Regions from separate parts of the Mus musculus genome. Here regions 1, 2, 4 and 5 are each linked to region 3. Evidence: chromatin contacts called from public Hi-C, HiChIP or PLAC-seq and promoter capture Hi-C data. All regions are on one chromosome and are shown on one strand. Each heading gives the region's core, a stretch centred on a gene start, on an enhancer-like site or on the middle of the called end of the contact. The rest is flanking DNA. Distances are from core to core; before and after follow the strand shown.

Region 1 (5,229 bases), core at 374-2,873, 360 kb before region 3:
ATCTTGGAATCCATTCAAAATCCAAACTTTAGCAGCATGCTCGAGGGATGGAGTGAGATGACATCCTTGACCTAGAAGGGAGACCAGGCAGAAGCACCTTATCTCTGCTTCACTGGTGCCCTCTCCCTGTCCTGGGAGCCGAAGGGAAGATCCAGTGTGTGGATCAAACCTGTCAGGCGTCTCTGCTGTTCCTTTAGGTACTCATTTGCTGTGGATTTTCTAAGATTTTCTGTATTCATGCTCAGACTTTGTATGGAGTATAATTACAAAAGCAAGAATGAAAGATACTAGAAAATTCATCTGTAATGTTATCTTCCTGTTGACTCACCATCTTCTGTACTATAGTGCACTGGTCCTACAGGTCAAGGTAGTTCTTAAACTATCGTAATGGGCCTGGGGAGAGAACTCGGTTGGCGAAGTACCTCCTGCACAGACATGAAGGCTCGCGTTCACTTCCTCAGAACCCAGAAAAAGAGCCAGGAGCCATGGATCATGTCTGATATACCCACAGTGCCAGTGTCACAGGGGGATCCCCTAGATTTCATTAGTCAGACAGCCTCACTCAATAGACAGACTTCGTGTTCAGAGAAAGGTCCTGTCTCAAAAGAACAAGACAGAGAACTATCAGAGAAGATTCCTGTTGTCTGCCTTGTCTCTCAATGCACACTCACACACATCCATAGGATGGATAGGAATGTGAATTTCACACACTCACATACAAATTATCCTAAGTAAATGATTTTAGAACTGAAGTTACTCAAAAGCCTTTTAAACCACTCTGTTCTGAGAGATATGTATTGCTTTGAATTAAATTTCCATTTTTAATGTTTTTTTTAACAGCCCAGTCTCATGTACATTGCGCGTACCAACACAGTAAGGGAAGGAAGGAATATCATCATGTGCTAATGGGGGGAATAGTTCTGCCATCACGGAAGAGGGGCAATTAACACTTCCCAGAACCTTCCTGCTCACAGAGTTGTAAATCTCAATTTGATTTCAAGCTACTAGACTCTTTTATATCTCTCTGACTAGATTGAGACAGAAGCTGGTCTAACATGAAAGTAGACATCTAATAACTGCTCCTTGCTCTCTCGGCATACTGAGAACTGGTAATCAAAACTTTTTTGACCTGCTGCTGCTGCTGCTGCTACAGATTTGTTCGTTTAAAATGTGATTAATGATAAACCTACCAGGTGAATATGTGACTCTCATCCAAGCTTTAGCCCCTGTTTTATAAAGGTAAAATGGTAGATTATTGGAGTCAGATCTGGAGAGGAGAAAAAAAAATCACAGACTGTTGTGGGTACTGCCAAAGCACTGTTGCCCCCATCCCCGGAGCTTAAGGAGTGAAGACATTTGGTGATGCTTTCTGCAGGATTTTTAAATGTTATTTTTAAAATAAATAAATAAGTAAGTAAGTAAATAAATAAATAAATAAATATTTATCTATTTTATGCATATGAGTGGTTTTCTGTGCTGGTGTGTAGATGGACCACAACCATGCTTGGTGCTTGTGAAGAGCAGAAAAGGGTGTGCTGATCTCCTGGAACTGGAGTTACTAATGGCTGTGAAGCATCCTGTGGGTTCTGGTGACCAAACCTGGGTGGGTCCCCTGCCGAAGCAACACAAGCTTGGAGCAACACAAGCTCGTACCACTGAACTCTCTCTCTCCAGCTGAGAAGATTTGCTTCTCTGTTCTGAGTTGGAGTGTTTTGCTCTGAACTTCTGAAAATAGTCTTTCACCCAGATATGAATGCACACAGCATTTCTTTTGTAACTTTTAGATGAAAGCTGGTGTTAAAATGCCAAATGGTTGAAGGAAGCTCTTGAATGTTGTTTTAAATCCCTGTGAGCTTTTCCTTTCTGTTTTTGTTTTGTTTTGTTTTAAATGGAAATGAGCCCCTTTTCCATTCTTTACTGCCTGGAAAATAGTATATCCTCTTTCAACAAACTTGGGAGATGAGTCCCCTACTAGACTTGCTTGTGGCTGTGAGAATATCCATTCTTTGCCATTGTGTAGCCTTAGCTCATCTTGACTAATGCCCTTCAAAGTATAAATAGGAAAATAGAGATGAGTGACAGGGATTGATTAGCAGTCTATTTTCCAACAGAAACAATAAACCCACTGGATAGTTTGCCAGCTCAAAAGCCTGAGAAATGCATGGTGAAATAATTGTGTGTGTGTGTCTGTGTGCGTCTATGTGTCTCTATGTGTGTGTGTCTATGTGTGTGTGTTGTGATCACGTTTTCTAGAAAGACAAAAAGACCCTACCTGGTCTTTCTTATCTGTAATACTTATGAACGATTATGGATATATGGGCTTCCAGATTCTAATGAAATGGAGGAAAATGCTTCCTTGTGGTCTTTTCAAGGGGATTTTTCGAGTAAAAAGAAATAGGGTAATATTACCGCCAGTGGATAAACAGTATTCATATCATAAATACTAGTATTACCTTTCCCTTTCCTTGCCCAGGTCCAGCAATCATTCAGGGTGGGGTTTTTAGTACCAGTCTAGGTGACAAAGGAAGGAGAGCTCCGGTCACTTGTAACAGGAAACTGTGACAGAGAGCGGAGGGGAAACAGGCAATCCCTGCAGCAGCTGCAATCATTGCAGGAGAGAGGAAGGAGATCCTGGGCTCCTGACAACTTTGGCAGCAGCCATTTATGTGAAGACAGTTCTTGTGTTGTACACAGACAGCTATTGACCAAAGATGATGGAATTATATATAGCCAAGGGGTGCTTGGGTCTGATCAAAGAATGGAGTAAGGGAATTGGCTTAGCTTGCTGGAGAATGAGATCATAGTTGACATAATGCTGAGGGAACAGGACTTGGAGGGTACATCTGAAATTGAATTTATCCCTTTCTCAGCCCTTACTGCCTGCTCACTCTGCAACCGAGGCTTCCGTTCCCAGATACAGTCCGAGAGACATTTGTTGGTTTCTCAGTGTCCTCTGGGAATTAAAACAAAATGAAATGCCCCTGACTATTTTTCAATAGCTTATACTAACTGGTACATATGTCACTGGTTTGCCGATTATTGTATCTGATCTAGTCTGGTTGAATAAATCATATTTCATTCACTCCAAGGTGAAGTTTCTCTCACTTGCAGCTTCTGCTTGCTGCAGATGTCCATCCATCAGTGCATTAAGAGCTGTGGTGAGCACTGTTCCCTTGCTCAGTCCACAGTATCTCTTCCTCCCTTCTCTCCGCCCACCTGACTTCTTTAGAGTGTATCTATAAGCAGAACGCAGAGATGGCAGGAAATCCCTCCAGAATAGACATCAGTTTGCTATCGTGGTTAGTGAACTTGACTCTTTGTGAGCATTTTCTTTCAGAGGTTCTTTGGGGTGTCTCTCCCTCTTCTTTCTTTGTGTCTCTTTTATGTGTGGGCTCCAATACTCTACTGGTGTGCTGCTTCGGTTTTGATGGCAATTGGTCTAGCTCACACTGGTGAAGATGCAGAACACAGTAACCTTGCAGATCAGGGATACTGAGTGGGAAATTCTCTCCGGTAACTTACCAGGGATGTTAGAGCAGGGCGTGTGGATGAGAGAGCAACTGCTTTGTGGCCAGCAATTGAAGTCATGCAAATGGACACAGTTGCCTGGGAAGAGATACAGTGGACCTCGCAGAGACACAGAGGGAGCAGAGGGAAAAGTTTCTAGCTAACTGACATGTAAGTGTTACTAGGGAGTCCACCCAGAATCATGCCTAATTACATGTGTATTGTTTGCCCCAAATCTGGATCTTTAAATAGATCTACCTGCTTTCTTTACCCTAAATGTGAACCTTTATGACTTTATTTTAATAGGATGTGTGCCCTATACTGTTTTAAGTTTTAAAAATTGCTGCTAATTTTACTCTGGACCCTTTAGTTCCCTGACAAATGTAACTCTTTCTCTTCCAGTTGTATATGAACACAGATCAAGATTAGAGAAATCTTTGCAAAAAGAAAGGCTTGAACACAAGAAAGCAAAGGAAGGTAAGACAATATGAGCTTGTGCCCTGATATTTCCTCCTACCCTTCTTTGATGTAGCATGAATTTGAACTATGATGCATTTGGTTTTGTATTTTGTTGTTGTTGTTGTTGTTGTTGTTGTTAAGCTGTCTCTCAAATCTGCCTGAAGCCAGTGCTATAAGTGGGCCGAGAAAGAGCTGTCAATAAATGTGTTATACACAGTGCAGACATTTTATATAGTCTTTGTCATGGGGAAGTAGCCCTTTCTTCTCCTTTGGGAACTCAAGACAGATAGCAAGTGGAAGATGTGTGAGCTTCATCACCAGGTCATGACTCAAAGGGCTTCATTTCCTTCATTCCTGTAGAGAACCGGCTGTATTAGAGGCTCAGGACTGTGTTTAGAAGCTTTCCCTTCTGTTTCTGCAGCCTTCATGGACTGTGTACATTGCCATACAAATTATATCAAAATTAACACATGACTTCCCTTCTAAATATTTTTATTGTATATTTTCTTTATTTACCTTTCAAATGTTATTCCCTTTCCAGGCCTCCCCTCTGGAAACCCTCTGTTCCATGCCCCCTCCCCCTGCCTCTATGAGGGTGCCCCCCCTACCCCCACCCACTCCTTCCTTCCCACCCTGACATTCCCTCACTGCACCAAACCTCTGTTGATGGTTGGGGTTTGGAAAACATACATTGTTTAGAACATGACACTGTTTATGTAAGTTTGTAACTCAGTGAGTTGACCTTCTACCTGGAATCTTCTGAATGAAGCAGGTGTTACTATAAGTTCATGAAACATTTGCCTAGCCCAGCTGTTCAGATAGGAATTACCACTTAACACATTGCTTTTTGTCAGAGCTTTTGAAGCAAGCATACACTCTAGCATCCAAGTACTGGAAGTTATCTGCACTCTTAGGTCTGATGCATTCATGTTTTGTGATGAATCTTGGAATGTAAACCCTTGGCTCCTTTGGTGAGTGTGGGGTGGGTGCTGGGTACTATGTAACCCTCTCCTGACTCATAGGATGCACAGACTTAATCATTCTGAGAAATGCTTTCAGACTTGTCTTTGCCAGGTCTTCCATTGCAGAGTGTTTTTATAGAGCCATCTAGTGGATAATAAAGTTTCAGAGCATTAAAGACGGCTTGATTGCCGTTTCAGTTCCTGAAGGAATTTAGTGTGCCCTCTAGTGGGTAGCTATAAATCACCCTTGTCTCAAATGCACCCTCTCCGCTTTCAAAGGCAGATTTCACAGAGATATTGT
Region 2 (5,719 bases), core at 2,628-5,127, 260 kb after region 3:
AGCCATTTAAACCAGAAAACTTGTATAAGGTACTTTTTATAGTTACAAAAATACAGGTAGCACCAGAATTGAAATACTTTCCACTAACTTCCAAAAGAAACAAACAAAACAAAACAAAACAATTAAACAAACAAAAATTTAATAAGGGGCAAATGGGAGATGGCTCAATGGGTAAAGCACCTAGTCCTCGAAGCCGGATCACCTGAATTACACTGAGGTTCATTATTTCCATAGGAAAAGGAAGCAGGGAGGGCAAAATGATCCCTGTTACTAAGCAGGATTTCTCCTTTCACTCTTTCATTCAGCCTGGAATCACAGCCTATGGAGTGCTGCCACCTATGTTCAGAGTGGGTCTTCCCTCATCATTCAAACCTCCCTAGAAATATGCTTATTACACTTTCCAGAGGTGTGCTCACTAGGTCATTGTGAATCCAGACTCATTGACAGTGAGAATCACCCTCCAGTACAGTTGGATAAGGATCTAAAAATGTTGATCTCATGAAAGTTGAGAATAGGAGGAAGAGGAGGAGGAGGATAAGGAGGAAGAATGGGGAAATCTTGACCAACAGCAACAGTACACTGGATAAAAGTAAGAAGTTTCCATGGGGTATTGTAGAGTAGGATAACTGTGAAATATTTCCATCATAAAATAAGTATTTTGGTATATACATTTAAATTGATTTAGTCATCATACAATGAATGTATATATGAAAATACCACATGGCACTATATATATATACACACATACATACATATGTGTGTATATGTATGTATGTGTATGTATATATATAATTTTTAGAGATTAGTTAAAAACTTTTAATTTTAATCAAAAACAAAAAATGAAATAAGAAAATATGAAATAAGTCTTCAATTATTTTTCTTCCAGGAATCTCAAATCCATATGAAAAAGGGGATCATTCTCATCTAGTTGTTGAATGATCAGAAAAATATAACCGAAAACCTGTAATAATGGTATCTGTAGTCCTAGCATTTAGGAAGTGAAGATAGGTCATTTGAATACAGGAATTTGAGACTGTTTTGGGTAATATAAGATGACTGTCTTAGGGTTTTATTGCTGATAGGAGACATCAAGACCAAGGCAACTCTTTTTTGTTTGTTTGTTTTGTTTTTTATTAGGTATTTATTTCATTTACATTTCCAATGCTATCCCAAAAGTCCTCCACCCACTCAGCCACCCACCCACTCCCACTTCTTGGCCCTGGTGTTCCCCTGTACTGGGGCATATAAAGTTTGTACGACCAATGGGCCTCTCTTTCCACTGATGGCCGGCTAGGCCATCTTCTGATACATATGCAGCTAGAGACATGAGCTCGGGGAGGGGGGAGGGGGTACTGATTAGTTCATATTGTTGTTGCACCTACAGGGTTGCAGACCCCTTTAGCTCCTTGAGTGCTTTCTCTAGCTCCTCCATTGGGGGCCCTGTGATCCATCCAATAGCTTACTGTGAGCATCCAAGGCAACTCTTATAAAGGAAAAATTTTAACTGGAACTGGCTTACAGTTTCAGAGGTTCAGTCCATTATCATCATGATGGGAAACCTGGATTCTTGCAGGGAGACTTGGTACTAGAGGAGTCATGAGTTCTACATCTTGATTCAGAGGCATCCAGGAGAAGACTATCATCTGTAAGAAACCAGGAGGAGGCTCCGGATCACACTGGCCAGACTTTAGTGCATGTGCACATACACAGACACAGACACAGACACAGACACAGACACAGACACAGACACAGACACAGACACAGACACAGACACAGACACAGACACAGACACAGACACAGACACAGACACACAGACACACAGACACACAGACACACACACACACACACACACACACACACACACACACACAAACACACGCACATGTGACTTCCACAGTCACTCACTTCCTCTAATAAGACTACACCTCCTCCTATAAGGCCACATCTCCTAATAGTGTCACTTCCCATGGACCAAGCATATTCCAACCCCCACAAACTTCCTGTTTCAAAATGATGATGTTGTATGAGGATTATGATGATTATGTTGATAATTCAAACATGGAATCATTGTTATATTAAATTCTTAGAAGCACAAAGGAAGATTATTTCTGAAGATATAAAATTGAGTAAAACTGCTTACTAGAATTTTTTCTTAAAGTTGTATTTGATAGCTGAATTTTCATGAGGCAGATATCGTGGCTGTAGGAGTTTTGATGAAACTACTCTCAAAATGTACATAGTAAGTTGTTGACAATGTCCATTTCATACATTTATTTTGGCCTGGGATCTATGACATATTATATTTACAATACTTTAACCAGTACTAGTTATTTTAACTCAAAACATGACTTCATAAGTTAAGCATATTTGAAGTGGGTGAATAGTGTAGAATTCACCAATTGTTTAAACCCTGGTAAATTATTGATGAGGAATGTGAGGTGTTAAAACTGAAATGGATTCGTATGAATTGTCACAATTACTTGGCTTAGCACCCTGACTCTCAGAGTGACCACTGACCTAGTACTATGAGCATTATGGAAAACATTAAAAATGTAAATTGTAGTACCATTATCCTCTTTTTCTTCCAGATAAAAGGCAGAAGTCAGGTGTGGTATATAGTAACTCCTGGTTTAATATGCTCTCTGAGTGATAATTCTGATGGGTGACAAAATAGAATAGCCGGACTTACCTTGGAGACCAAGTGCATCAGGATAGGAAAACACAGTTCCTGCCTCCATAGGACTAATAGCCATAGATACAAAACTGAATATCTTGAATAAGCGTTTATTAATTTTTTTTATTACTCACTTGTCACATGAGGCTATAACTTTTTTTCAGTTTGTTCAAAACTTTGCTTTTGACACGTGTCTTACATAAACCCTTTACTTTTCACAGAATAAATAAAACACTGTCTGGCTTATATTATAGTGGAAGGAAAAAATACCTGTCAGTTCAAAAATTTAGGTATTTTTGTTCAAGAAGCACTGAAAAAAATATATTCCATCTCACAAAGAACATAATTTCCTTTCAGATAAAAGAGAGATTGAAGCGTTTCCAAAACTATAGAATACTTATTTGCAAGGGAATATTGTAGAACACACACAAAATGCAAGACAAATAAAAAAGGAGCCATGAGTTCCTCTTTGTCCCTTTGACCAGAAAGGACCCTGTGAGATTATTTTGAGGAGCAGTAGGGGATGTGGTGATCACTGCAGTTGAGCCTTCTGGATAATAGGAAGGTTAAAATTTAAAAAAGTGAATTTGGGAATACATTAGCTCATTTCAAAGAGTTAATGACATTGTCCTTTCTCTCTCTTCCTTCCCTTAAATCTGTTTGAAGGCACGTTTGGGTCCTTATGCCTTAGAACCCTGAAAGAGCTGCCTGAAGTGAAGAAACCTGCATTTCTTCTAGACCCAGACAAATACTTTAAGGAAGGGCCGGAAGAGGATGTATCCCAAATTCCAGAGCTTCCTCTGCTCTCTGAAAGTAAGTCCTCAGCCTGCCTACAATCACCTTTCTTTCTTCATACGATTCAATTAAGGGAAAAGGAAGTAAAAGGAGGCTAGCAGGAAAATAACACGTTTGCCTTGTAGGTTGCCATGAAACAAGAGTGCTGTGGTTGTCAAGATTCACAGCTCTGTGCTCTCAAAAAGAAGAGCTAACAGGCTGCAGTGCATGAAATGCGTATTTCTATTGTGTCAGTGTTCTGAAAACAGACTGCCTTGGATACTATGAATCTGCTATGGATGAATACTTCTCCTCCCTAAATGACCTTCATTTTCAAAACTGATACCAGAGACAGAAACATCATGAGATTCTAAAGATTTAGAGGAGAGTCTCTGGCAATCTGACTCTGTTCTTCCCATGACTCTATAAATAGAGGCTACTTAAAGTGCATTGTCTCTGAGGCTCCAGCTGCAGTGCAGGGCTAATAAGAGAGGACAAGGAAGCTTAACTTGAAAAATGCAAGTGAATGATCTCTGAGGATTTCGAAAGAACATGTGCACAAGTGTGCTCTATTTTTCAGACTATTCTAGCCTGTGCAGTTTGAGAGCATTTGACAAGTAAGATCTGTGCAAACATCTTTCCTACAAAGGAAGCCTTGTGAGAATTCTGGCAACATAACCTGAAAATGGGAGAGGCACAGAGAGAAGCATATGGGCACTGTAGGGAATCTCATTTAAAATAATTGATGGAAATGCAGTGTTTTCAACATGTAATACTGAAAGCAGACAGAGCTCCGTGGCAGTCACCTGAGACTCACAGTGTCAAAACTTTTCCAGTGTCTGACATAGGGTTCAATATCATTCTTGAACAATACCTTTGAAGGAAGTAGTTGTTTTCTTAGAGTCACACCAGGTGACATTTAAGCTTCTTCCTGCTGAGTGAAAAAGGAGAACCAACTGGTCATATATTATTTCAAATTTCAGTTTTTATCTAGAACAACTGTCACTTCCAGTCTTCTACTACCACTTTGCTAGATGATTCTTAAACTTCCTCTTTTCTAAATTTGTAATTTGCTCATTTTCTTTCATTTTCCCCTTCATTTCTCTTATAAGTATTTATTTATGTGTGTGGAATGGGGTTTCAAATTTTTCATTCTGTTATTTTTTAAAAGGATGCTTTAAAGTTAGCAATGGATATGTGTGCTGGGAAGACGGGTCCCAGGATAAAATATTTGCTGTTAACTAGATTTTGGATCTCCAGAAACCATATCATTGGATGGGGGTGCATCGTTTCAGCCTATAAACCTAGCACCCAAGAATTAGGAGAGTTGGCAAGAAAAAGTCCTCAGGAGAAGCTGCCTAGCTAGAATTGGCTGTATGGTGATCTGTGAGTTCAGCAAGAAACCCTGCCTCAACAAATAAAGTGAATCATGGAAATGGAAAACACCTGATAGTACCTTTGGGCCTCATATGGACATGCACACTAATGAACATACACTGACACACATGTGCCTACTACACACATGCACATATAGGCTCACTATACACACATTAAAAACAAATGTAGAGAATATTTATCTTCTTGCATGTATCACAGACACAGAGAATCAGGGAGTATCTAGTAAAAAAAATTGAATCATGAGTCAGGACAAAGCACTGGCATGAGCATATGAGGACACTGAGTGGAACAAGAAGGCAGAATTAAGGCAAGAAAAACATGACATCAAGGACATAAAATGCACAGGGCAAACAGTGGGAGAGAAAAGCAGCCAGAAGCACAAACCTATCCTCAGCCTTGAGAGTCCTTGTATGTGGACAGGCTACTTCTGTTCTACAGTATCAGGAAGGGATACTTGGTTTGTCCTTATGGACAGGGAGTCTGTACTTTGAGTGGGTGTGGGGGTGGTTTGATATATGCATGAAAATATTGAAAATATATGCAATAGTAAGAAATTTATGGAGAACAATAATTTATATTTTCCACAATTCTCTGAAAATGTAAAGCATATAGCTTTGTTCAATTTTTCTTCCTTCTTGTATGTATCTAGCCCATTCTAAATATCGAATGCCTTCTCTTTTTGTACAGAGCATTTCCTAAGGTAGAGTTTGAATACTTTTTTATCAGTGGTAGATGTTGGAGACACAGAGATAACATCAAGAGTTTCAACCTGTAAATGTTATAATTTCTGAAGGGAAAATATCCTGGCAGTCAGGAGCCAGGGAATACTACAAAAATCATCATACCCCCACAAAAAATCTCAGAGAAGACATT
Region 3 (5,153 bases), core at 1,699-4,198:
TATAACTGTTTAAAATTTAATGTATTAATGACTTCAGTGACTCACAAGTGCAAAAAATGTCATGTTCGCATTTTGAATATAGGTCTATAGAAATTAGTGGTTGAAAAAGGAAGGCTGTACTCTGTATTACATGCATTTAACACAAAATATTAAGTATCTTTTCTCTAATGTCTAGGGTATGTTTCTCAATCATTTTTATAAATATCTATTTCCCTGTTTCCAGTTCACTCCCAAACCATTTGATCTGGAACCTGTGAGTGGTTTCTCTGTTGTGTCAAGGACAGCCTCCAAACCTCCTGCTAGAAATGCATTCAAGTCAATTTACTTTCACTCCATAGACTTAGAATCAGAATTTTAAATTTAAAGAGAGGTCCAAAAGACAGTGCCATTTGAAATTAACCAAGTCTTTTGGCTAAAAGGGAGTCATCCCCTGAGCAGTTTCCACTGGATAGACCAGCAGGATAAATAATCTGCTTTATTTCATATATCATACTTTATATAAATTGAATGACCTTTCCCAACACTAACCAAGAAAAAAAAAACAGGTTATTTGAAATTGATATAAATGTTAATTAAACTAGATAAAGAGTTCAAGGTGAAATAACTGTCCAAGTATGATATACTCACAATTTGCTCTCATATAGAAACACAAGTCTTATTCCCAAAACAACACAAGAACTTAGTCCACTGACATTCCTAAATGGATCTGATCTCACAAACAGGGGAATATTAGGCATTTTAAAATTGAAATCTCATTCATTCTTAATGAGTCTGTAGTCTTAGGATATCTCAGAGCCTACTATTTATGTAGTTAGATGAGATTTTAAAAACATCTTCATTTCAGCTGTTTTCATGTAAATTGTTTTCTATCCATTTATTTTCTTTGTTATTTACTGATTTCCATCAAATTCTTTCAAAAGGTCATTCTTACAAAGGCTCTAAAAGAACTTCATTGCCAGTCACATAATTAACTATTATCTTTTTTTTGTGTGTGTGGAGGGAATAACCAGAGACAACAGGTATTCAGTTTCCAAGTGAATCAGCAAAGAGCCTGAACATCTAAGACGGACTCAGGACCATGCACCTACCATCACACATAACAAGGGCAAGGACAACCTTTTCCAAGTTTTATTAAACCACCAGATCACATTTTCTCTCCCAAAAGCATTTTCTGGAGATCACATAGCCAGATGGCTATGCCAATTAATAGGTTTCTAGTAGTATACCAAAGATAACATCCATCCTTACTGTCACTGCTAAGTTTAGTGGCTTCTATAGCTTTTTTCGAATACTTACATGATCTGCTTAATCTAAGCCTAGATATTTCTTGGTTTTGCTTATTTATTTATTTTTTAAGATTTCTCTGTGTGCCCAGGTCTTTGGTGTATTAGAATGTGGGAGAAAAGGATTTAATTAATTTAGTAGTGGGCATCTCTCATCAGTATCTGCACTTAGTAGGACTGAACCTTAAGTAATGGAGAGAATACCTTTGAGCCACTTTAGTTTTAGAAGGCATCTTGTGTGCACTGCAAAAACAAAATTCAAAATCTTGCAGTAAACCAGAATAGTATGACAAAAGAAGAAAATAGAAGGTGATTTCTGGATCTTATTGACCCCTCTTTAAACAATCTCAAGTATTCTGGCACCCTATGGAATAGTCAACTGTCACAAGAAAGCCATTTCAGAGCAGAGTATGCTGCAATATGCTACATGACTAACAGGCATATAATCTGGGACACTATTTCACAACAAAAAAATGAACTAAGCACGTAGAATTTTAGTACTTTTCCAACCCAAAAGGCTGTAATCTGTCATAGGTGCAAAGGTAGGATTGACTACCTAACATAACAAGTATTACAACATAATTCCACCCGTATGTATTACTAGCATTCAAAAGAGTATACACACAATGAGAATGAACTATTATTGTGTGATACTATATACCTCTAAAATGAGAGCCCATTATAAAATACTAAAGGTTATCATTTTACACATACTCTCTTCAATAGAGGAAAGCTCCTCCACACAGTTCCCTTGTACTCCTGTTTTTAAAACACGAACAAACGTTACCGGACACAAATGAGAGAATAAGAAGCAGCGAGGAAGTACACCATATGTTCCCGTTGTAGGCTAAACCCAGGTCTTTGTTTCAATATTCCAGCGCCAGCAGGAAGGAAAAGCCAAATACCCACCCATTTCAATTTATTTTCTCATTAATGCTGGTAAAAGTTATACTTAGGATAGGTTTAGCCGGAACCCATCCTATCTTATTATTTGCTTCTTTAACCCATATCTTTTGCAATCCAAAGACCCTGCAATACAACCGGTTATCTTGGATAGACTGTCCGTGGCAGGACAATCTGATAAACTAACACAAGCGTCAGGCACTGAAGAGGACAAAGTTATTTTCTTAGTGAAACAGTTACAAAGTGGTTCTCTATCAATGCCAATTTTGCCTTTTTAACAGCTACGCATCTAGCTTGACACCATCCACCTGGTACTCAATTAGCAGGGCTTTCTTCAATCTTGTGATCTCCCAGACCAGTTTTAATGGTGCAACTCAAAACAAAATCCTTAACCACGCCCTTAATATCCCAGGCAGAGTTACCTTTTGTTTTTTGTTTTTTTTCTCTCTCTCTACCAAAGTCTGTAATTGTACGTAATTGTACTGAAAAGGTTTGCACCGCGATCCTAAGTCAACATAGCACTCTTTCCTCCAGTATCCAGGCGTTCCTATTGTCAGATGCCTTCCTCCCCAGGTTGCTGTGCTGTAGCCCGCAAGTGGCGCCCACGCTTACCTCCTTCACACCTGCAATCCCCGCTCGGGATGCTGGAGAGGATGCTGGGCAGGCTGAGACTGCTCCGGATGCTGCTCTTGCCTCTCTCCAGGGAAACTACAGACTAGGCTGAGCTGAAGCTTCTTCTGAGATTCAAGCTCCGCCTTCCCCGCCTCTAATTGGCCGAAGCTCGGGCTGCGGCTCCTCCCACTGCCATCTGCGCAGCCTAGGCGCAGAGCGGTACCCGAGGTCTCTTAGTTCCTGGTGCTCTGACCCCTTCATTTCGGACTTTCTCCCCTCTGGCATCGCACCTGGCCCTTCCTCAGGTCCTGCTTAGCTCTTTTAGCCGGCTGGTCCAGTGAACACGGGAGTGGGCTGTCCTTTGGGGGTATGGGGGTACTGTTGCTTCGGAGTAGGCGGAGCCCACCGGTCTAGCCCCTAGAGCCTTCCTCCCCGCCTACCCATGGACTCAGCCCAGCCTCCTGTCGCTTGCTACCTCTGGCCCCCCGCCCTTTTCTTTACACCCATCCGAGGGCACCTCCCATCGGTGGGCGTGGCGTTGTGGGCTATCTTCTCATTCTGATTGGTGCAGGTGAGACTCGGCCCCGCCCTCCCTCGTTTCTGGGCGCGCTCTCTCTTCATCTCCTCCCCTCCCTCAAAGACAGGGAACTCTCTTCTGATTTGCTAGAAGTGTCCCCACCTATTGCCTAAGGCGTTCTCGCACAGCCTTCTGGGAAATGTAGTCTTACTATTGCAGGAAGTGCTAACGGAAATGGAGGGCGGAACTACAAATCCCCATCGGGCCTTGCGCGACTCCTGCTGGGCAGGATTCCGGACAACGCCTGGTTCCTTTCGGGTCCTTCCGGCGTCGCCGGAGTGAATTGATCCGGGAGTTGAAGAGGGCTCCAAAGGTGGGAAGTGAAGTCCGTGCCTCAGTTGCCGGTAAGGCGAGGTTTCTCGGTTCGGGTCCGCACGGCTCCGTGGGCAGCCAGAGCGGCCTGGGGTCAGGCGGGGACCGAGGCGGAGGTGCTGAGGCTAGGCTCTGGCCGGCGGGGCGGACGGGTGGGGAGCCGGGCCTTGTGGGCGTCAGCGAGGTCTCTACGCGAGCTGCGGAAAGCTGGGTTTGTAAATGCCTCCTGCCCAGCCCGGCCCGGCGCCTCCAGGAAGTCCGCTGTGGGTTTGGGTGGAGGGGAAGGGTGAGGTCGGCCTCCCGGGTCTCCACTGACCGAGGGGGCGGATGTGGTGGGGTGAGGTCCCGGGCAGGTGAGGCTAAAGCTTGGCTAGGCCTGGAGGGAGCGTGGGTGCCCGGGAGTCGCCTCCCGGTGTGGCTGGGGTTATGCCCTTTGAGGGAAGAAGAGAGACAGTGTTGACAGTTCCGACTCAGTTCCAATTTCCTCTCTGAGGAGGTGATTCTTAACTCGGAAGGTTTGTGCCTCTTGACTCCAATACGTCAGATGGATGTATACTTCTCAAGTGCCCTCGAAGCGCTTTCACTTTGGGATGCTAATGAGACTACTGTAGAAGCAAATGACGTGCCCAAGGTCACACAGATCTTCAGAGTCTAGTCCTCCGAAAGTCCAGTTTCTGACCAGAGTTGTCGGCTTAGGAAGAAAGAGTGGGGAGGTGGGTGGTAGTACTGGAAGCAGATAGAAGAAGTTGCAAAGTAGTGTGCCTGTTTGTCAGAAACGGTTGTGAGGTGCAGAGAGTTGGTTTGTTGACGTGGAGTGGAAGCTTTGCCAAAGCATCCTCTCTAATGTTCTGTAAAACAGGAAGGATCGCTTTAGCTTAGATCTTTACCCCTTTTTCTGGGGTCTACTGAATGATAACACTCACTTTCCACACGCCATTTTTAAAGGATAGATAATATTTAGGAATAGCTCAGTGTTGCCATTAAGAGAATAGTCCTTTTCATTTCTATTTTCTTACCATTTTCAAAAACTATGGGTGAAACTTTCACAGAACTTACTTTACAGATATTCATGCTTTCATTAAGTGAAAATTAAGTGCAGAATCTTGGAGAAATTGTACCATGTTCATTACAAGAAGTGACCCTTTGGGGGGGGGGGTCAGGTTTTTACTTTTCTCTCATTTTCTTCACTCCATGTGTAGACAGTAAAACATACACTTGTATATTTTCTTTTCTTGGCATCATCAGTGAGTTTTAATTCATTCTTATTTAATGTTAATGAATGATAAAAATGATGCTTCTATATTGAATGGAAAGAACTGCAGGCTTACTATGTAAATTAAAATATAAATACATAGTATGTACTGTAAGTATATATGCTATATATTGAATGTGCTTTGCTTGCCATGATTAATATTAATTTTTTTTTAATGCAAAGCTGTTTCTGGGATCAGAAGAACCAGTCAAAA
Region 4 (5,684 bases), core at 636-3,135, 280 kb before region 3:
TTACAGGTTTCAAAAGTTTAAGGAAACAAAAAAATGTTTAGCAGAAAACAGTAACTTAAGACAATAAAGAAACTCTTAGGATGGTTACCCAGAATAAATATCTGTGCTTTTGGTGTCTATAATTCTAGGGGAAGGATCAGATGCCAGATAGTTTATGTCTAGAATGAGAAGAGAGAAGAAAAGAATCATAGAGAAGGAAGCAACTGAAAGGGTCCCAAGAGGAGGAGGAAAAGGCAGAGGAGCCGAGCAGAGGCAAAGGTACAACAGAGAGGGTGGTTGAGACACAGGTCAGCCAGTGCTCCCTTTGAATCCAAGTACAAGTCTGTAAGGCCTGTGTTACTTTTTTTTTCTGGACCTTAATGGATGTGATGTATTTTCCCTAAGACTCCTAGAGTCAGAATGTGGAGGACAAACAGACTTCTCTGTGAAGAATTGCTTTATGGAGAGGAAAGACACAGTGAGAAAATTGATGGAGTACCTTGCAGATTTTAACTGTCTTTAGGGATCTGCTACTCTTTTGGCCTTTTGACCACTGTGCCATCTAAATTTCAGTGAGATTAACACTTCACCTAGCAGTGCAAGAGCTAAGCACAGACCCTTATCTTCTCGGATATGACTCTCAATTTTTCCTGAGGGAAACAGAAAGCTGTATCATGAGAGAAGCCCAGAGTATGGACAGCAGATGAACCTTCTCAGTCACTCTTTGTAGGAAAAGTGAAGGGGTAATTTGAGATAGAGCCATTTCTGTGCAGATAGAGATGAATTTGGTTGTTTCATTAGTTTGTTGTGATGATGGACTATTAGAGGTGGCTAAGAGCATGACAAAAAGTTGGTTGGGGTGAGGTGTGTGTGTGTGTGTGTGTGTGTGTGTGTGTGTGTATGATCCAAGTCCTTACCCATTCCAGGCACATACCCTATCACTGAGCTTCTCTTATAGAATTTATGGTAAGATTTTTTTAATCCCAGAAAATAAAAACATTTTATTTACATGATGTATTACTTCATACTTCAAATGCAAGCCAAAATATTTGCTTTTTTATTAATAACAGAGCATTAGAAATTCATTCTCTCTGACAGCTAAGTCCTTATCTTTTTCAGCCTACCAAGGCTGGCTGTGGAAGAGAGAGCCTAGAGTTAATACACATTTCTTCATGTCTCCCAGAAAAGGTCACAAAATACTTGACTTTCAAATTTAGCTTGCAAATTTAGAAATATCTAGGTTGCAACAATGGCATTTCACTCAAACACAGCATCCAGTGGGATGCACCTTTGCCTGACATTTCATTCTGGAAGGCCAAGTCTCCAGAGTCCTTGTATTCTAAATGACATCATCCCTGGGAAAAGGTGCAGGCCTATGACTGATCAAGCTTTGTCAGAAAGATCCACTGAATGGAGTCTAGCCCAGGGAAAGTTTGAAAATGATGAGAAAAGCCACAGGAAAGGACTGTGTGTGCCCAAAAGTCAAGAGGGTAGGATTTATAATCAGTGGGTGAGCCTGATCTGCTGTCAGTAGTAACAACCAACATTTTAAGATCGGATTAAAGTGGACAGGTGCTGTACGGACTGCTATCTGAGTAAGGGGATAAGAGGGAGGGTGTAGAAGAACTAGGCTGTTCCACTTACTCTCTCTCCAATACCAGAAAAGGAGATCAACATGTGTCACCCTTGTGTGGTCAAACAAAGATGCTTTATTCTTCTTAAGACATCCTCTCATGTCTTTCTTTCCCAATTTGTCTAGTGTCCTTACTTGGGATATCAAGTTTTGGCTATTTCCAATTTTCAGATTACACAATCTACTCCGAGTCAATTGGAGACTATAGAATCCTTACAAGGAAACTCACATAGTCACTATGAGGTTGCTGGCACTGGGCCTGGATGTAACATAGCAGCCAGCTGAAAGCTCATTGGAAACATGTGTGTCCTCATAAGCACTGAGATCATTGCAGGAGGGAAGAAAGAGGAAGTGAGAACAGACTCCTCACAGATGTCCCAGAACAGGACAACTCTGTCCCTGCATCTGCTCGTCTTTCCCAGCTAGCAGCTGTCTCTCGCTGTTCATGTTCCCGTCTACAGCTTGTTAGAAACTACCTTTTGTGAAGCTCCATCCCAGGAGGACTCCTGGGACAAAGCTCTGCAAGGTTCATGAGCTGCAGGACAAGAAGATGAGCATGTGTGTGTTGGAATAGGCATTGCCTGAGCCAAGGATGATGTCTGTCTCACTCATGTTTCAGCCATGACCTCTGTGTTGAAGAACTCCACTATCTGAGGCATAGATCGGCACTGTCAGCTTCCTGCTAAGACAGAAAAATAACTTGCTCCCAATGTGGAAGCCAGACCTGTTTGTGGTAAAATCAAATAAAATAATGCTGTTATTTTTTAAAAATTCTTTGGCTGAAGTGTGGCTTTGTCCACTATATTTAGAACCCTGAGCTGGAGTCGTTGGGTATCTTTACCACTCTGATGAGTTTTGGATTTTATCAGTTCTCCCTGAGGCTATGGCCCTTGAGCTTCCCTTAGAAATGGCTAGGAAAGCACACACAGGTTCTTAAATAGAAGCAATTTTGATTCTAAACCAACACAGGAACCATCGGTGATTAACCCCTCACCTCAGTCTCATTTCTTACTGATTTTTTTTTTCTGGGTAGGTGGTTTCTCATACTGGAAAACCCCCATGCTCTCAACGGTGGTTCTCATGGGGCCTAACTGCACTTCATGAAAAGTACCTGTCACCATCTCTTGTTTTTCACATAACTTTGCTTTCTGTTAGGTTTGTTTATACTATTATTTATTTGTTCTTTGAAATGCATGAGCATAATGAATCTTGATGCTCTCTACACACCATCACCCACCTTCCAGTCATCACCCATTGCCTCCCCGTTATATCTCCATATCATCAAATCCTCCTGTAAATTTTTAATTAATTGATTCATTTGTTTTTATCCCAAACAGCTAAGGCTGCCTTTTTGGTGCATGGCTGTGGAGTCTTCTGAGGGGTTGGGGGTGGGGGACATCTCACCTATAGCCAGGCTCCTAAAAACAATTTATTGTCTGTCCACAAGTAGCCATCAGCTGCCAATAGCTAAGGGTAAGGCACTCTTCCAACCACGTTAGAATGTTAACAGACTTAGTGCTGTACAGGTCTTGTTCTGTGAATTCATGAGCGCAAGGGTCCTGCCACGTCAAGAAGACACTCATGCATGAAAGTCTAGTACAGGACTTGTGGCTGGGAAGTTCACAGCATGGCTTCCTTTTCTGTTTCCCAGTCCTCTCTTTGAAGTCAGTCACAGGTGATCAAATTTGTCTTCTATCCCTATTTATCTTTCCTCTGCCTTTCCAGATGCATGTAAGATTATGCACCTCATCCCATGCATCTTTTTGTTTATTTTACAATCAGTGTACTGACATAATTTATTGATTTGATTATAATTTCAGTTTTACATACACTTATATGTTTTAAATCTTACACAATTATATCATGTGTGTATGCTTCTATATTCAGGACTTCAGTCGAGTTTCACAACATTTCCAAAAGGACTCATTTGTTTTGTTCTTTTATAAGTACATAAGTATATCTTACTGCCCTATTCAAAAATTCCTTCCAAGTCCTAGTCTGCCTTCTCTTTCTAAAATTTAGGCATTTCACAAATATTGCATAAACAGGATTATACATGTAACCTCTTGGGCTGGACTTGTAACATTTTTTAATCATTCTATTCATTTACATCTCAAATGATATCCCACTTCCCAGTTACCCTGCCACAAATCCCCCATCCCACATTCACCCTCTGCCCCCTCCCCTTTGCCTCCATGAGGATGCTCCAGCACCCTCCCTCCCTCTTCCACCCCACTGCTCCAGCATGCCCCTACATTGGGGCATCATACCTCCACAGGACCAAGGGTCTCCCCTCCCATTGCTGTCAGGCAAGGCCATCCTCTGCTACATATGTATCAGGAGTCATTGATCCCTCCCGGTACACTCCTTGGTTGGTAGTCTAGTCTCTGGGAGCACTGGGCTCTCTGGCTAGCCTATGTTGTTCTTCCAATGGGATTGCAATCCCCCCCTGCTCTACCAGTACTTCCACCAGCTCCCCCCATGGGGTCCCTGAGCTCAGTCTGAGGTTTGGCTCCAAGCATCCACATCTGCATTGATCAGTTGTCAGTCAGACCTCCCAAAAGACCACCACACCAGGTTCCTGTCAGTAAGTGTCTCTTGATCACAGCAATAGTATAGGGTTTGGTATCTGCAGACAGGATAAAACCCCAGGTGGGGGAGTCCTGAATGAGCTTTCCTTCAGTCTCTGCTCCATTTTTTGACCCCTTTCTTCCTTTGAATAGGAACATTTCTCAGTTAAAATTTTTGAGATGGGTGGGTGCCATGCCCATCTGCTGAAGGTAGTCTCTATAGGTTCTATCTCCCACTTCTCTGCACATTTCTGTTAAAGTCATCCCTGTTGGGTCCTGGGAGCCTCTCTTTTCCCTGGTGTTTCTTTTCTCTAGCTGTCCCCAGTTCCTCATCCCCCCACTACATATTTTTACTCACTTTACAGACCCTCTGTACCACTCTCCCATCCCCTCCAGTACCTGATACTCCCCCCTTATTTCCTCCTCTCTTCTCTCCCTCCACCTTCTTTGTTCATCTTGCTCCTCCCTCAAGGCAAGACTGAAGCATCCACACCCTTGTCATCCTTCCTCCTAAGCTCCATATGGTCTGTGGGTTGTATCCTGGGCATTGTGATTTGGGGGCTAATATCCACTTATCAGTGAGTACATACCATGTGAGTTCTTTTGTGACTTGATTACCTCACTCAGGATATTTTCTAGTTCCATCCATTTTTCTGCGAATTTCATGAAGTCATTGTTTTAATTGCTGAGTAGTACTCCATTGTGTAAATGTACCACATTTTCAATATCCATTCTTCTGTGGAGGGACATCTAGGTTCTTTCCAGCTTCTGGCTATTATAAATAAGGCTACTATGAACACAGTGGAACATGTGTCTTTGTTATATGTTGGAGCATCTTTTGGGTGTATGCCCAGAACTGGTATAGCTGGGTCCTCAGGTCCAATTTTCTGAGGAATTGTCATAGTGATTTCAAGAGTGGTTGTACAAGCTTGCAATCCCACCAGCAATGGAGGAGTGTTCCTCTTTCTCCACATCCTCACCAGTATCTGTTGATTGAAATGAGGTCTCATTTTTCAATTCTTGGTTTTAGAGCATAAGCTATTGGTGTTCTTTTCAGGAAAATCTCCCCTATGCCTATGTGCTTGAGGTTCTTCCCCAATTTCTCTTCTATTAGTTTCAATGTATCTGGTTTTATGTGGAGGTCTTTGATCCACTTGGACTTGAACTTTGTACAAGGAAATAAGAATGGCTTGATTTGCATTCTTCTACATACAGACCACCAGTTTAACCAGCATTATTTGTTGAAAATGCTGCCTTATTTTCCACTGAGTGGTTTTAGCTCCTTTGTGAAAGATCAAGTGACCATAGATGTGTAAATTCATTTCTGGGTCTTCAATATCTATTCCATTGATCTACCTGCCTGTTTCTCTATCAATACCATGCAGTTTTTTTTGTTTTTTGTTTTTTTGTTTTTTTTTTTTATCACTATTGCTCTGTAGCACATCTTGGTATCAGGGATGGTGTTTCCCCCAGAAGTTCTTTTATTGTTGAGAATAGTTTTC
Region 5 (5,751 bases), core at 1,883-4,382, 300 kb before region 3:
CATAGACAGTAGCCTCCAGCATTTCAGAGAGTGTCTGTCCTTGTGCAAGGGGCTTACAGGTTAGAGGCATTGTTTGTTCTATGAACCTCTTAGGAAGAGGAATCGAAATTTAAAACATAATTTTGGCTGTCACATTATCCAAACAAACCCACATCCATGTTTCTTGTTGTACTTTTCAGGATAGTGAGGAAAGTGGCCTAAACAGGTGAATGGATGAAGAAAAGGGGGTGCATGTACATAATAAAATTTTATTTCACTGAAAGGGGAAGCATCATGTTATTTGTAGGGAAAAATGCATGGATTTTAAAAGTATATTAAGTGAGGTGACCAAAGGTCAGAGTCAAAAACCATATTCTCTTTCACAAATGAGTCTGAGTTTGTAATATTGTGTATATAGAAATTGTACGTAAATGGATATAAAACCTAAAGTACAAAGAGACGAAGAGGAGCGAGGTAATTAGGTGATAAGGGAGGATGGGGTGGACCAAAGGACATGTGCAGCAGAGACTTGAAGTGGATTAGGGGTAGCAGGGATGGAGGAGATAGGGAAAGGAGAGCCTATTAAAACATACTTTGTTTAAAAATGTAGCAGTGACTGCGAGCATCCACCTCTGTATTTGTCAGGCTCTGGCAGAGTTTTTCAGGAGACAGCCATATCAGGCTCCTGTCAGCAAGCACTTCCTGGCATCTGCAATAGTGGACTGAGCATGGGGTCCCAGGTGGAAAAGTTGGAGAAGGGACTAAAGGAGCTGGGAAACGGGTTTCCACCCCATTGGGGGAACAGCAGTGTCAATTGGTCAGACCCCTGGCAGCTCCCTGCAACTGGACCACCAACCAAATAATATACATAAATGGCCTTAGGGTACTCAATTCCCCAGTGTACGGGAAAGCCAGGGCTGGAAGACTGGAGTGGGTGGATGAGTGGAGGAGCACCCTCATAGAGGCAGGGGAAGAGGGATAGGATAGGGAGTTTCCGGAGGGGAGACCTGGACAGGGGATAACATTTGAAATGTAAATAAAGAAAATATCCAATGAAAGGAAAAAACTGAAAAAAAAAATGCAGTAATGGTAGAGCTTGTGTGTGTGTGTGTGTGTGTGTGTGTGTGTACACTAGGGGTGGGGAGAATCCACCGTCGTCGTCGTCGTCGTCGTCGTCGTCGTCGTCGTCATCATCATCATCAACAACCGCAACAACAGGATCTCTCAACAACAGCAACAGAAGGGAAAGGAAAGGCAACAAGCGCCTGCAACGAGTGCCTGTGATTGTTTAGTGATGATGCTAACATGGAAAAGACTGGGAAGTTCTTGACCTCATGTTGATTTTCATGTGGCTTCTGGCGAACACTAAGTAGCTTGGTAGTTACAAATGTTTTGTAAACTGCAATTGATTTTTCTTTTCTTTTTACAGAAGACTTTTTAAAAAAATAAAATATGTTTTTGTTTTGTATCTGGGTTTTCCTGCGTATGTCTATGTACCCTGTGCCTGTAGTGCCGCCAGAGGCCAGAAGAGGGCACCAGATCCGTTGGAACTGGAGGTTCAGTAGGTTGTAAGCTGCCTTGTGAGGGCTGCACCCTGAAATTAGGTCCTCTACAAGAGCCATAAGGGCTTCTAAGCACTGAGGCATATTCTGGTTTTCTTATTGGCAGGGCTCTTGGACCAATATAAATTTAGTGAGTAGTTTTTTCTCAGGTAGTATACTGATATATTTTTGTTGTTTTTGTCTTTTGTTTTAAAGTTAATCAAATTTAGCAAGTAGAGATAGAAGGAAGGATCACAAGTTTAAAGCATGCTTGTCCTGCTTAGCCTGAGTTCATCGGTGTGTTCTAGGAAAGCTTGGACTCCAAAGAAAGATCCTATTTCAACAAAAGCAGAAATAATATGCACACAGTAAATACTTTAAGTGTATTATAATATTGATGGAGTTTTGACATGTGCGGGTTTGCTCAGTTCTGTACATGAAGTCCTGTGATATTTACTGGTCATAAAAACCGTCCGATTTTTTTTTCATCTTAGAACTCATCCAAAATGATACTGTCCCAGGTAAAATGTGACAGTTATCTTGAGCACACCTCAGTTATAGTTTTCTGTTTCTAAAGATAACCCTTTGTTAACTGTTGATCTTTCAGGCCACCTGTACTTCCTGGACCATCTGCAGCAACAGACAGAAGTACACTAGCCAGAGCTGGTGAGTGGCCTTCATCGTATTTCTCTAACCTAGACAGAGCTAGGTCCTCACAACGGACCTAGGGTGAGGGCGGGTGATCAGAAGTGTCCTGTGGCTCTGAATCCATCACTCAGTGCTGGTCAGCCCTCTGCTGTTCATGTTGACCAGTAGTGTGTGGGTGATGGAGAGGGAGGACTGAGTAAACTTGGGTAACCGCCAAAGGAAAGGAAGACGCGTGGGAATCCGGCTGCCACAGAGGGCGGCTGTAATCCAGCCAGTCTGTTTGTTGTGGTGCAGCTGTCCTGAGGGCGGGGGTTCTACCCTTCACTACAGCGAGACGGACCAGATGTTCCTTAACTCCAATTCAACAGTGTCCTCAGCCGGGGTAAGGCTGCACACTCACATTCCTTCCCCACGTGCCTCAATGTGTCTCAATTTTCTTCTATCACATCTGCTATCTGAAAGTGAGTCTTATAGTCACCGCCAAAAGGATGTCAATAAATTCTCATAAAATTAGAGTAATGGATGATATTATCCTTAAGTACTAATTAGGAAAGCTATAAACAGCACGTCTTTCGGCAGGTTGGAGAGTGCTGTGGGAGGAAGGGTTTCCCGGGTGAAGTAAGGTTGCAAAATGGTAGTTTAAACTGTGTTTAAATTATTGGGGTAAGCAAGTTACTAGGGGTGTGTCTGAAGATACTTGTGGGAGACATGGGAGACATACTGATACTTATGCCAGAATAGAGATAAAAACATGAGATTTCACGATTTCTTCTGGTTGTATTCACAATATTTTGCATTGCTGTGACCTAATATCTGGTAAGACGAAATTTAAATGGAGCAGATTTTCTCTGGCTTAGGGTATAGTAGATGCTTTCCATATGCCAGCAGGCATGACAGTGGCTAGTTAGTCAAAGATGAGAGGGGAAGTGGGAAGTGGAGTGTGGCCATGAAATCTCCCTGCCAGCCCCAGTCATCCACTTCTTCCAGTAAGATTCTACCACAGTCAACAACATCAGCTGGGTACCAAGTGTTCAGACATGCGAGAGCTGACGTAGCTATAATAAAAGAGGCCACAGTTGTGTTAAAGATTCTACAAGGTGGATTGACTAACTGGACTTCTGTCACTATGGAGGGTTGGAATGTCGCAGACCTAGTGTCAAGTTTTTGTCTTGAGTTATAGCTAACCCTTTACCCACTCATTGACTATGTGTCTCTGCCATAATATCCTTGTGATTATACTCTGGGGTACACCAACTTTGCATGTACTAATGTAAAAACACTACTAGCTTCTTCCAACCCCAAGAAGACCACATTGCATAGCACCTGAGTTCTACAGCAGAGATTTCCTCACTTGAATATCACCCAACTAATGTTTCCACCAGAAGTATTTGAAAACTGTCTTGATTTGTGACTCTCATTTCTTCTGTATGTACAAAAACTTTACAAGCCTGTTAGCAATTTGGAAGATGGAATTTGAGGTGACTTGTATTCCAGGACACAGTCATACATACTGGCTCCTGAATGAAACATCCCTTCCTCCCACTCGAGTAAGACCTGCTTTGTGGATGGATTAATTTATTACATATCCAGTTTAGTGTATATATCCTCTTAGAATCTCTTAAATTCTTGCTTGACAAAGAAATTGGAGAGAATTTTCCCATAATATGTTTGTGACATGGTCAGGGGTCTGGGTTGAATTGAGTATACACTGCTTTAAAATATGTGCCTAGACTGCATGGCTCTGGATGTGTATGCTTGGCTCAAATGTGAAAAGAAACTTCATAAAAACTGAAGGCAGAATTATTATTTCTTTAGAAATTTAAACATCTGTGGCTGACGTTGAGTTCCCTATTGAGGAGTGTAATTCAGTGATATAAAGCCTTGGGAGTAAAGGCATTTTTAGGATGGTTTGTGTCATTAACATTTTTAATAATTATGACATACTCAAAGAGGAAATTAAGTTTACTCCTAAAGATTTTAAAACAATGGGCCTGCTTTGCCTCCATTTTCTTCATAGCAATTTTTGATTCTAAGCAACTTAAATGATTGTTTCGGGAAAGTGCTTTATCGGCTGCTCTCTCCATGTATGGACATACGACCATCTAGGTCCAGATGTCTGGCTGTGGAAACTGCCCCCTTCTAATTCTACTAAGTGCTTTCAACTTTACAGAATGAGAATGTGAGCTTAATAGCTCTCTTCACCCTCAAGGAAAAAATGTTTTTTAGCACATTAGAGATGTTGAGATGAATTTCCTGGGAAGATAAAGAACAAAATTGACCCTAGTTCTCAAGCTGTTATTATCTAGTAGATAATAGGTCATTATTTCTCAGCCTGTTTCAATCTTTTTCCAAAGGGCCCGGATTCACTAATTAAAACTTCTCAGGGGGGGAGAGGACAGAGTCCTGACTTAATGAAATCATGAATAAAAGAGGACACTAGCTCACAGAGAACCAACAATCTTTCAAATGCTGCAGTGCTGTGAACAGACGGTTGTTTGCTCTGTTTATGGTGCTGAAATAAACCAACAGGGAGGTCCAGAGTGGTAGGGCTGAGAGGATGTGAAACAGTGCTCAGGGTGGGAGTGGAAGAGACAGGAGAAGATCAGCCCACCTTAGGATAGCAGCTGAGGCCTGGTGTGTGCTTACAGGTGGCTCACTATCCTAGAGAATTTGCTAAGACAGTTATCAGCACACAGTGATTAGTCCCTCCATGGTATTCTGCTAATACTAATACATTGATTTGGAAACTTTATCTGAATATGGAGAGAAGTATGGACTACAGTAGTTTATTTTCTTACATAATAAAACTGTGAAGAAAAGCTGTGCAGCTGCATCTCTGTCCCCCTATGCCAACCATCACAATTAAGATTTGTTCCAGTTTCACACCATTGTACTTTGTTTACTGTCCTCACTGACCAACGATAAAAGCACACACTTCATTGATATATATTGTGCAAGCATGCTGGAGTATTACTCCTTAAGGGGTATAAATGAGTTCCTTTGCGAACCTGACTGTTATTGAGCAAGTAATGAAAAATCTTCTTCCTTTTTTTTTTCTTTAATTTTTTTTTTAACAGTCCAGTCGTTATCCCTCCTCCTGGTCCGCCCTATGACTGTTCCACATCCCATATCTCTTCCAAACTCCCACCTCTAAGAGGATATCTCCATCACCCACTCCCACCCCACTGTGCCTCCCCACTCCCTGGGGCCTCAAGTCTGTTGAGGGTTGGGTGCATCATCTCTCACTGAGGCTAGAACAGGCATTTCTCTGCTATGTATGTGTTGGGGGCCTCGTATCAGCTACCAGGTTTATGCTACTTGTTGGTGGCTCAGTGTCGGAGCCATCTCAGGGCTCCAGGTTAGTTGAGACTGCTGGTCTTCCTATGGGGTTGCCCTCCTCCACAGCTTTTTCCAGTTTTTCCTTCCTAATTTGAATATAGGGGTCACCAGCTTCTGTCCATTGATTGAGTGTAAAAATCTGCAACTGATGCTTTCAGCTGCTTTTTGGGCCTTTCTGAGAGCAGTCATGCTAGGTTCTTGTTTGTAAGCACACCACAGCATCAGTAATAGTGTAAGGTTTTGG

What was found. Promoter capture Hi-C pulls out the DNA fragments that hold promoters and counts their contacts. A called contact is a pair of places that touch in the nucleus more often than the background predicts. HiChIP or PLAC-seq counts read pairs in DNA pulled down with a chosen protein or histone mark.
Region 1: a promoter capture Hi-C map of neutrophils shows a contact between it and region 3. The contact joins the enhancer-like site here to the promoter of Serpini1 in region 3. A contact is called at or near these places in 3 of 39 promoter capture datasets (cranial neural crest, neutrophils and pre-B cells), 1 of 484 Hi-C or Micro-C datasets (cortical neurons), 4 of 115 datasets of contacts at active chromatin or transcription factors (embryonic stem cells, memory CD8 T cells, regulatory T cell precursor and 1 more) and 1 of 9 other capture datasets (liver).
Region 2: a Hi-C map of bone marrow-derived macrophages shows a contact between it and region 3, with 4 times the contacts expected there. The contact joins the enhancer-like site here to the promoter of Serpini1 in region 3. A contact is called at or near these places in 3 of 39 promoter capture datasets (the C10 cell line, cranial neural crest and pre-B cells), 2 of 484 Hi-C or Micro-C datasets (the HPC-5 cell line and bone marrow-derived macrophages) and 1 of 9 other capture datasets (liver).
Region 4: a contact with region 3 is called in an H3K4me3 HiChIP or PLAC-seq map of bone marrow-derived macrophages, with 3 times the contacts expected there. The contact joins the enhancer-like site here to the promoter of Serpini1 in region 3. A contact is called at or near these places in 2 of 39 promoter capture datasets (the C10 cell line and pre-B cells), 2 of 115 datasets of contacts at active chromatin or transcription factors (bone marrow-derived macrophages and embryonic stem cells) and 1 of 9 other capture datasets (adipose tissue).
Region 5: a Hi-C map of muscle stem cells shows a contact between it and region 3, with 1.6 times the contacts expected there. The contact joins the enhancer-like site here to the promoter of Serpini1 in region 3. A contact is called at or near these places in 10 of 39 promoter capture datasets (the 3T3-L1 cell line, the C10 cell line, cranial neural crest and 5 more), 9 of 484 Hi-C or Micro-C datasets (B cells, cerebral cortex, embryonic stem cells and 4 more), 10 of 115 datasets of contacts at active chromatin or transcription factors (bone marrow-derived macrophages, embryonic stem cells, hepatocytes and 2 more) and 2 of 9 other capture datasets (embryonic stem cells and liver).

Annotation. Positions count from the first base shown.
Region 1 is chr3:75,910,330-75,915,558 of GRCm38.p6, reverse strand. It overlaps Golim4 (golgi integral membrane protein 4), which reads left to right. Exons shown (of 16, transcript NM_001291069.1): 2 at 3,910-3,984. Among named protein-coding and RNA genes, the nearest start is that of Golim4, 44 kb to the left of the region's middle. Within about 2 kb of position 1,623, at least 12 of the 459 cell types and tissues checked have an H3K27ac peak or open chromatin away from gene starts, as enhancers often do. A contact at or near this core is called in neutrophils, where this site is marked.
Region 2 is chr3:75,295,874-75,301,592 of GRCm38.p6, reverse strand. It overlaps Wdr49 (WD repeat domain 49), which reads left to right. Exons shown (of 14, transcript NM_001370850.1): 13 at 3,341-3,487. Among named protein-coding and RNA genes, the nearest start is that of Serpini2, 29 kb to the right of the region's middle. Within about 2 kb of position 3,877, at least 51 of the 459 cell types and tissues checked have an H3K27ac peak or open chromatin away from gene starts, as enhancers often do. A contact at or near this core is called in bone marrow-derived macrophages, where this site is marked.
Region 3 is chr3:75,555,288-75,560,440 of GRCm38.p6, reverse strand. Serpini1 (serine (or cysteine) peptidase inhibitor, clade I, member 1) reads right to left here and starts at 2,948. Exons shown (of 9, transcript NM_009250.3): 1 at 2,799-2,948. Pdcd10 (programmed cell death 10) reads left to right here and starts at 3,589. Exons shown (of 8, transcript NM_019745.4): 1 at 3,589-3,719.
Region 4 is chr3:75,832,017-75,837,700 of GRCm38.p6, reverse strand. No RefSeq gene overlaps it. Among named protein-coding and RNA genes, the nearest start is that of Gm25846, 120 kb to the right of the region's middle. Within about 2 kb of position 1,885, at least 47 of the 459 cell types and tissues checked have an H3K27ac peak or open chromatin away from gene starts, as enhancers often do. A contact at or near this core is called in bone marrow-derived macrophages, where this site is marked.
Region 5 is chr3:75,857,647-75,863,397 of GRCm38.p6, reverse strand. No RefSeq gene overlaps it. Among named protein-coding and RNA genes, the nearest start is that of Golim4, 96 kb to the left of the region's middle. Within about 2 kb of position 3,132, at least 19 of the 459 cell types and tissues checked have an H3K27ac peak or open chromatin away from gene starts, as enhancers often do. A contact at or near this core is called in muscle stem cells and myocytes, where this site is marked.